Linked DNA regions of Gossypium hirsutum: region 1 is linked to region 2. Evidence: chromatin contacts called from public Hi-C data. All regions are on one chromosome and are shown on one strand. Each heading gives the region's core, a stretch centred on a gene start, on an enhancer-like site or on the middle of the called end of the contact. The rest is flanking DNA. Distances are from core to core; before and after follow the strand shown.

The links. A called contact is a pair of places that touch in the nucleus more often than the background predicts.
Region 1: a Hi-C map of seedling shows a contact between it and region 2, with 1.9 times the contacts expected there. The contact joins two enhancer-like sites. A contact is called at or near these places in 7 of 34 Hi-C or Micro-C datasets (fibers, hypocotyl, leaf and 1 more).

Annotation. Positions count from the first base shown.
Region 1 is chrD08:24,990,942-24,994,553 of Gossypium_hirsutum_v2.1, forward strand. No RefSeq gene overlaps it. Among protein-coding and RNA genes, the nearest start is that of LOC107897926, 7.3 kb to the right of the region's middle. Within about 2 kb of position 1,815, at least 8 of the 9 cell types and tissues checked have an H3K27ac peak or open chromatin away from gene starts, as enhancers often do. A contact at or near this core is called in hypocotyl, where this site is marked.
Region 2 is chrD08:24,836,738-24,840,571 of Gossypium_hirsutum_v2.1, forward strand. No RefSeq gene overlaps it. Among protein-coding and RNA genes, the nearest start is that of LOC107896207, 5.3 kb to the right of the region's middle. Within about 2 kb of position 1,839, at least 6 of the 9 cell types and tissues checked have an H3K27ac peak or open chromatin away from gene starts, as enhancers often do. A contact at or near this core is called in hypocotyl, where this site is marked.

The DNA of each region.
Region 1 (3,612 bases), core at 565-3,064, 150 kb after region 2:
TAAATTGGTATTATTTAGAAACAGTATGTCATGTCGTAACGAGTTTTGGTCGTCATGACGAGATCAAGTCCTTATGTCATGCCACGACGTCGAATAATGATTGTTGCGATGAGGCCAAGTTAGTATGTGATGTCGCAAAGAGGAACCTCCAACGTTGCGATGTCAACTCCAAACTTTGAAAACATTATAAATAGGCCCTAGTTCAACCTCGAGTTAGCTATAGAGTTTTCGTAAGCTCGTATAATACCCGGAAATTAATACTTATCATTTTATATACCTAATATACTTATATTTAAATGTTTAATGTTATAATTGAACTGTGATTTGATCATAGTTGCTCCGGCAACAAATGTGGTACCTTGTTACAACATCAATCACATCACTAGCTTAATGATGTGGGTTTCAAGTTTACCGTCATTGAGATCTAGGGTTTGATCTCTTTATTTGCAAAGTTGTGATTGCTTGTAATTGAATTTAATTCTAATTAACTTGTTTTTCCAAGTTTTAAAATTTATACAATAATAATAGTGTTTTAATTTTAAGATATATATTTTATTTTTTCAAATATGATTATGTGTTATTTTATGAATTTTGTTTAAACAATCTCACAATTTTATTTATGAGGGACAATTTCTATACATTTTGGCCTAGTAAAGTGCATACTATTTTTTAAGTATTATTATAATTTTTATAATAATTAATATTTTATTTAAAATTTAAAATTATATAATTATATAATTATTTTATACCATCAAACATGACATGCTAAAAAAAATAAAATTCTTTGTAATTATAAGAATGACTTTTACCCAATTATACTATAGTTTCAAAATGCACCCTTATTATTCGGAATTTGGAATTTTCAACAAAATTGATAAAAAAATTATTTCTTTACAAATCTAAATAAATAAACAAAAGAATATAAATTATAAGAATGAAAAATACAAAATCAGCACATCAACCCATCAACTGTACTCACTTTCCTCTTTTTGCATCCACATCCATAGCTGCCAAACTAAACAGAAAGGTTATTAAAAATTTGCGTGAAACATCTCAGGTTTGGGGTAAATAATCTGCTTTTCAAAACAAGCCCTGTTTAGCTTTATTAAAGGAGTTGATATATTCTTTTTTGTCTAAAATAAATATTATATATATTTTTAAAATCGCTTTTTAATCTTAATGGTAATAAATATATTATCTTGAAATTTAATAATTTTAGCTATCACTATGTTCTATAAAATATATTCCATTCCTTGATCATGCAATATCGTTTTATTTTTATAAAACAAAGATATAAAGAACAAAAGGAATCAAATCATCAAATATATAGCAAAAGAAACTCGAATCTTATGTCACTTTGCCTGTAATTTCTAAAACTCTGGCTTAATGGTATATACTATCGTGAATGAACATGGCCAAGAAGGGGGAAAAAAAACTTCAAATAGAAATATATAGAAACCTTAAATTTCCTCTGCCTTTCACTGCCATAGATAGCTTTATATACATACAATTCGCTCCTATACACATACATGTAACCTCAAAAGATTCTAAGAATGAAAAAGATAGCAAAGGGCAAAATCTTGCAACTAAACCAACAATATAATATAATATATATTATTGTTAAGAGACATCAACCCCAATGGCGTCTGTGTTGGCATTCAATAAACAAAACCTGGAAGGCTTGGGCTGGAAATTTCTCCTCCTTTGCATGTCATGGGTGGATGGTCTAAGGATTTGGATTAGAAAAGGGTTGATGAGATTTGCTTTGGGTATTTTCCAGTGGGTGGGTGGCACACGAACCAGCTTGGTGCGACCAGGCGGCAGCCTGTTGAAATTCCTATGCAGGCTACACCTGAAGGATCCCGGGTGTGAGGTTGGGGCACATAGGCATCTACGCCCTTCTGACTTGGACTTCCATGATGATGCATGTTTTGAGGCCATGAGAATGGTTCAAAAAAGCTTTTATCAAACCGGGAATAACTCTTCTTTGTGTGGGTAACCAATTCCTAGCTTCAGAATGTCGCGGTTTTATAGCTTTGAAAAGAAAAAAAAAGTTGCCTTGGAGCTTTGTATTAATAAATGATTTTAAAAATAAATATTCAACAACTTCAGTCTATATAGTATATATAATAAACCATATCACATTTTTAAAAAAGAATCTAAAAATAATCTCAAACCTGGATGAAAGGAATGGAAAAAGAAAAAGCCAAGTCAGAGTTACATCAATGATTCATTTTATTTCCCTTTTCAAGGTGCGGATTCAGGGAGTGGGGCGAAAACTGTGACGTCTGTCTAGTCAGTGGTGACTCTTAAATGCATGCATGTGGATCAACCCACAATTTTATTTTCATTTCTTTGAATCTTTAACTGATCTGAATTCAACTATTTAATGTAAATGAAATACATTTTCCTTCATTAGGTAAATATTAATCTGATAAAATCAAAAATTAATTGTACAAACACTGTCCAACTTGGCACCAATTTACAGTTTTAGTAAATAAAAGTAATTCAAAATCAAATTTATGCTATAAATATTTTATTATTAAGTGAATCTCCATCAAAATTTAGATAAATTTTGATATACTTTAAATTTTAATAGTCATTATAAGTAAAGTTTTATTTCATTTATACTTCTTATGTCTATAAATATAGACTTTGAAGAAGCTTTGTATTGATCGATAAAATACACTCTCTTTGCTCTCCTATTCTCTTTTGTTTTTTACTTTCTGTCTATTTATTTATAACACGTTATAGTACGATTCTTTTTTATTTTATAATACAATCACTCCAAAGCTGTTGTTCAAGTTGTTGTCGATTGCCTTCTAGAGCTATTGCAATTTCAATATTCAATTGAGGCCTGCGCACGATGGGTAATCATTATCCAAGGAAATTTATATAATCCTTACATGGGTGATGACAATGATGTTAAAGATCTTCAGGGATATTTTACTATGATTTATTTATTATATCATGTTTATTATAATTGGAGACTAATCATGACAACATGAATAGATAGATTTTGATTTGAAATTCACGCATGTTTGCGATGGTGATTATGTAATAAAGAATCAATGAAGGCGTTTAGAAGTCTGTCCTACTAGATTTGTTGCATCATCCAAAGTGAATGCAAACATAAAGAAAAAAAAATAATCATGAACCACTAAAAGTGGGAACATAGTAATAAATAAGAAAACAATGAGAGTTCTCAATATAACTCTTCAAAGGGTAAATATAACTTATATTATCAATGTGATATGAAAGATTATTGGCCACGTATGTGGCGTATGTCCAAATATTTTGTTTCTGTTAATATTCTTTGAGGAAGGATATGAGAATGTAGTAATGAATTCTATCATTACAGATAGAAAATATTTATCTTATTTGGTACTGAAACAAACAAATATTATTCCAGAAGAGCTAATATATCAATGTCTAAAAAGCAAAAACTTTGTGATGGTTAATGCATTAGTTTTAAAAGATATCTATTATAATGGATATCATATTGAGATTGTAAATGAAGAAAAGATTATATTTCATATGAATCAATATTGCTATAAATATCTAAAGCTTGTTATGGTTGGATGCACCTGAAGTTGCAAGTTTCTTTTGGAC
Region 2 (3,834 bases), core at 589-3,088:
GTTGTATAATGTAAGCTAAACGATAAGAAATTAGCTTTATTATATTAAAAGTAATAAATTTTACACTATTTTTAATCATTAAATCAAAATAAATATTTGGAAATGAAATTAATCAAAAGCGAAGAAGCTTGAATAAGAAAATTGTGGTTCAAATCAATTTTGTTAAATCAATCTCCTCTTGGCAGCCTATCTTATTTTATAACACTTTGGAACTAAACTACCCTATAATATATTGTCAGGAAGTTTAAGGAATGATTTATAGTTTAATACTCTAAATTAACTAGAGTTCAACCTTTAATCAGAGATGTCCTAACAATTAAAAATATGTTTTTTAAAATTTGTAGAGAATAAAGCCTTTCCTTAATAGTAAAATTGAGGTCACATGTTTGAGTTACAATCATGTAAATTATATATGAGTTAATATGAGTTACTTATTAAATCTAGTACTTATGATGATTTATTTTGGTAATAACTGCGTAAGTATTTGTTTAGTTGCTTTTTACGATGTCTATTTCTAGTTATAGACCCAAATCCTTAAATCGAAGAAAAACATGCTTAAATATGTTTGAACCAATGTCATTCTTATTGTTGTAAAAGTTATTATACCAATTGGACTAAGTCTCAAGTCATTGTATTTTTTAGTTATGCTGTCTTTTCTTGTCATATTTATGTATGTTAAAAGTTCCATATATTTTGCGAATAAAAAAGAAAGTGTCGTATATGTAGGGGTGGATTCAGGAGTTGGTAGGGCCTCGGCCCCCCTGAAAAGAAAATTTTCTTCTTTTTAACTTTTTTATAATTTATAAAATTTTAAAATAGAAATGGTAAAGTTGCAATTTACCCCCAAAATGATAAATTTTTAATTAATCTTTTAAAAACTATAAAGATATAAACTATTAAAATGATAAAATTACACTTTTACTATCATAAAAATATACAACTTAATCTAGTAAAAAAAAAGTTTAACTTTGTCCCTACATACATATTTATAATTATTGTGTAATTATGATATATTTGTAAAGTTATACTCCCATGATGGACTGCATTGATGTAATTTTGTGCTCTTTTAAAAATAAAAACATTTTTGTGTGTCAATTAATTAAATATGAAATATTTATTTTTACAGATAAGATAAAAGGTGTTTGAGCGCACTTGAATTTACATCCTCTTGTATTGGTAATAATGTCGACGCCAACTAAGCTAAGACTTAATTGACATCTAACTATATTATTATTAAGTCTTGAGTTAATGTTATAAGTTAATCGAACCCAGCTCAATTAGAAAAAGATTTGCAAATCAATCTTTAAAAAAAAACAAATATTACTATGAAGTGTTTTTTTTCATGATTGTTTGAATCAAATTGGACTTGCTAGTGAGGCTGGTTGGATTGAGAACCGATTGAGATACTAGCTTAGAAAAAGGCATAAGATTGATTGACTTGAAAATTGGTACGGAATAGTTGAACTGATTTTTATTTATTTATGTTGATAATTTTTTAATAATTTATTTAATCAAATGGACATACCAGTCGAATTAGTGGGACTAATCAGTTCAACCACTAATTTGATTATGTAAACGTTGATTTTTTTAATTTTATTAAAATATAATTTTTAAATTCATAATAAATCTAAAAAAAGGATTTAAGACACCAAATCCTAAAGCTTTAAACTAAAATTAGATTGTTTTTACATGCATAATTCTTTTGGGTAAGTGACATAAACTAATAGAAATGAATTGGTTTTGTATCCCAGAAGACATTTCAAATTTAAGAGTTAGGACCCAAAAGAGCTGAACAAAATATAAACTGAAAAAGCGATTAATTGGCTATATTAGTGGCAGACTTTTCTAACTTAAATTAAGAAATAATCATTTATTTGCTATATTTTAAATGTTAATTAAGGATAAACAACAGTAACAACAATTATTGTACCAATCATCCATAAAAAGAAAGTAGCAATCCTCCATATAATTCATGAGAAGGCGAGTTGATCTTTGCTCAAACACTCAAAATTCTAATATACGCAATCAGCTTAGCCGCCGAGGATCAAATTGCAATCCCAATAAGAAATATACAATCAAACTAAGAGAAGCCTAACAAGACAAGCAATGCAATATCATCTTCTTCGTTTTGCAATTATAACCAAATACAACTACTCTTAATGAAATGATATTCCATAAATTTATTTCCAACTTCAACAATTACAAATTCTACATTTATTTTTTCATATTGCTATTAAAAAAAAATCATTTTGCAGGTTTCAACATCATCTGAGCTCACTTCTTCTAATAATTAACCCATTATATAGGATAAGAAGATTATTAATATTAAAGAAAATAATATAGATAGATACCTTAAAAATCCAGTTTCTCCACAAAGAGACAAACAATATAGTTGAATTCCTTGCCAACTCATCGTCTACACATTTTCTTGTTTTGTAAGAACTTAGAACTAGGACCTATATAGCAAACAAAAGAGAAAAACTTGCATTAATCCATCCTTATCCTATCCAGAAAGCAAAAGGACCAAACAATTATCATCAAACATCCCACGTGGTTGGTTCATGGACATGGGGCATGTCATTTGTCACGACCTTCTAAATTATAATGGCAAATAAGGAAAGTGCATCAAAGTTTTTCACTGACATGAGAGAGCCCACCTTGGAACTATGAAACTACAGTTACAAATGTTAGCATATCAGATTTACATTTGTATAAAACAAAAAGCATCATTTATTGAGTCAAGATATAACTAGGATATCTGATGATGAAATGATGACTAGATTCCCCGCCGCTTACATCACAGGGAAATTTGATCTCTTTTTGGCTTTGGGTGAGAATCTGACAGGTAATAAGATAATGAAATCCCAGGGATGTAAAGGTTGATATCATAATTAATACAGGTCCCATATGCTTCTCACAGCTATAAAACAATTTATTTTTACAGTTTTGTGGATTCAAGTGGGGATGTGGGTTGCCCCTCCCTTTCCCCTTTCCCCTTTCGCGATTTCAAACTTGAAGCAGTTTTCTGGACCCATGTCCACCCATCTCGTGTAATCTGGGTGCCACCAAAATAAGAGAAAACCAAGGTGGTTTCCTTTTTTTGTCCGTTCTTTACATTGTTTTTTAAATTATTGGAGGTAGAATTCATCGTATCACTAATTTATTGATTTCACTAATTCAATTAAAAAATTATTAAAAATTAAAAATTCGATTCAACAATTGATTCAATCGATTTTTAGTTGATTTAATCAATTTTTTAATTAGTTTGTATGGATTCTCAATAAAAGCGAAATCATAAAAATTTTTTAAAGGAGTAAAATTAAATTATATATTTTTACAATAATAAAAATATAATTTAATCATTTTAATATCTATAACTTTATAATTTTTAGGGGGTCAAAGTGTAAATTTATCTTTATTAATTTAAACTTTTATAAATTTTAAAGGGTTTAAATAGAAGTTTTTCTATTTTAAGGGGGCGGGAGCCTGCAACCCCAAGCCACGCCCCTAATTCTCGATGTAACTGATTTAAAACTACTTTCTAAAATGGTATCTTGATCCAACCTATCCGACCAATTGATCCAATCTAACTCAAACAACACTGATTTTGTAATGTTATTCTTCATCATTTTCCTTTTTTTTTTCTTTTCTTAATTGTTGCTTTCTTAAAATAATACAAAAATAAAAAAGTTATCAAAATAGTAGATTTTGCAGTTTTTTTCCAAAATATAATGAAAGAAGTAATATTTCTAGAATCTGACTCTGAATCGCCAACTTTAAAGGGTATCTCAACTCAGTTTTTTAGTTTCCAGTCACATTGATCATGGGTCGAGG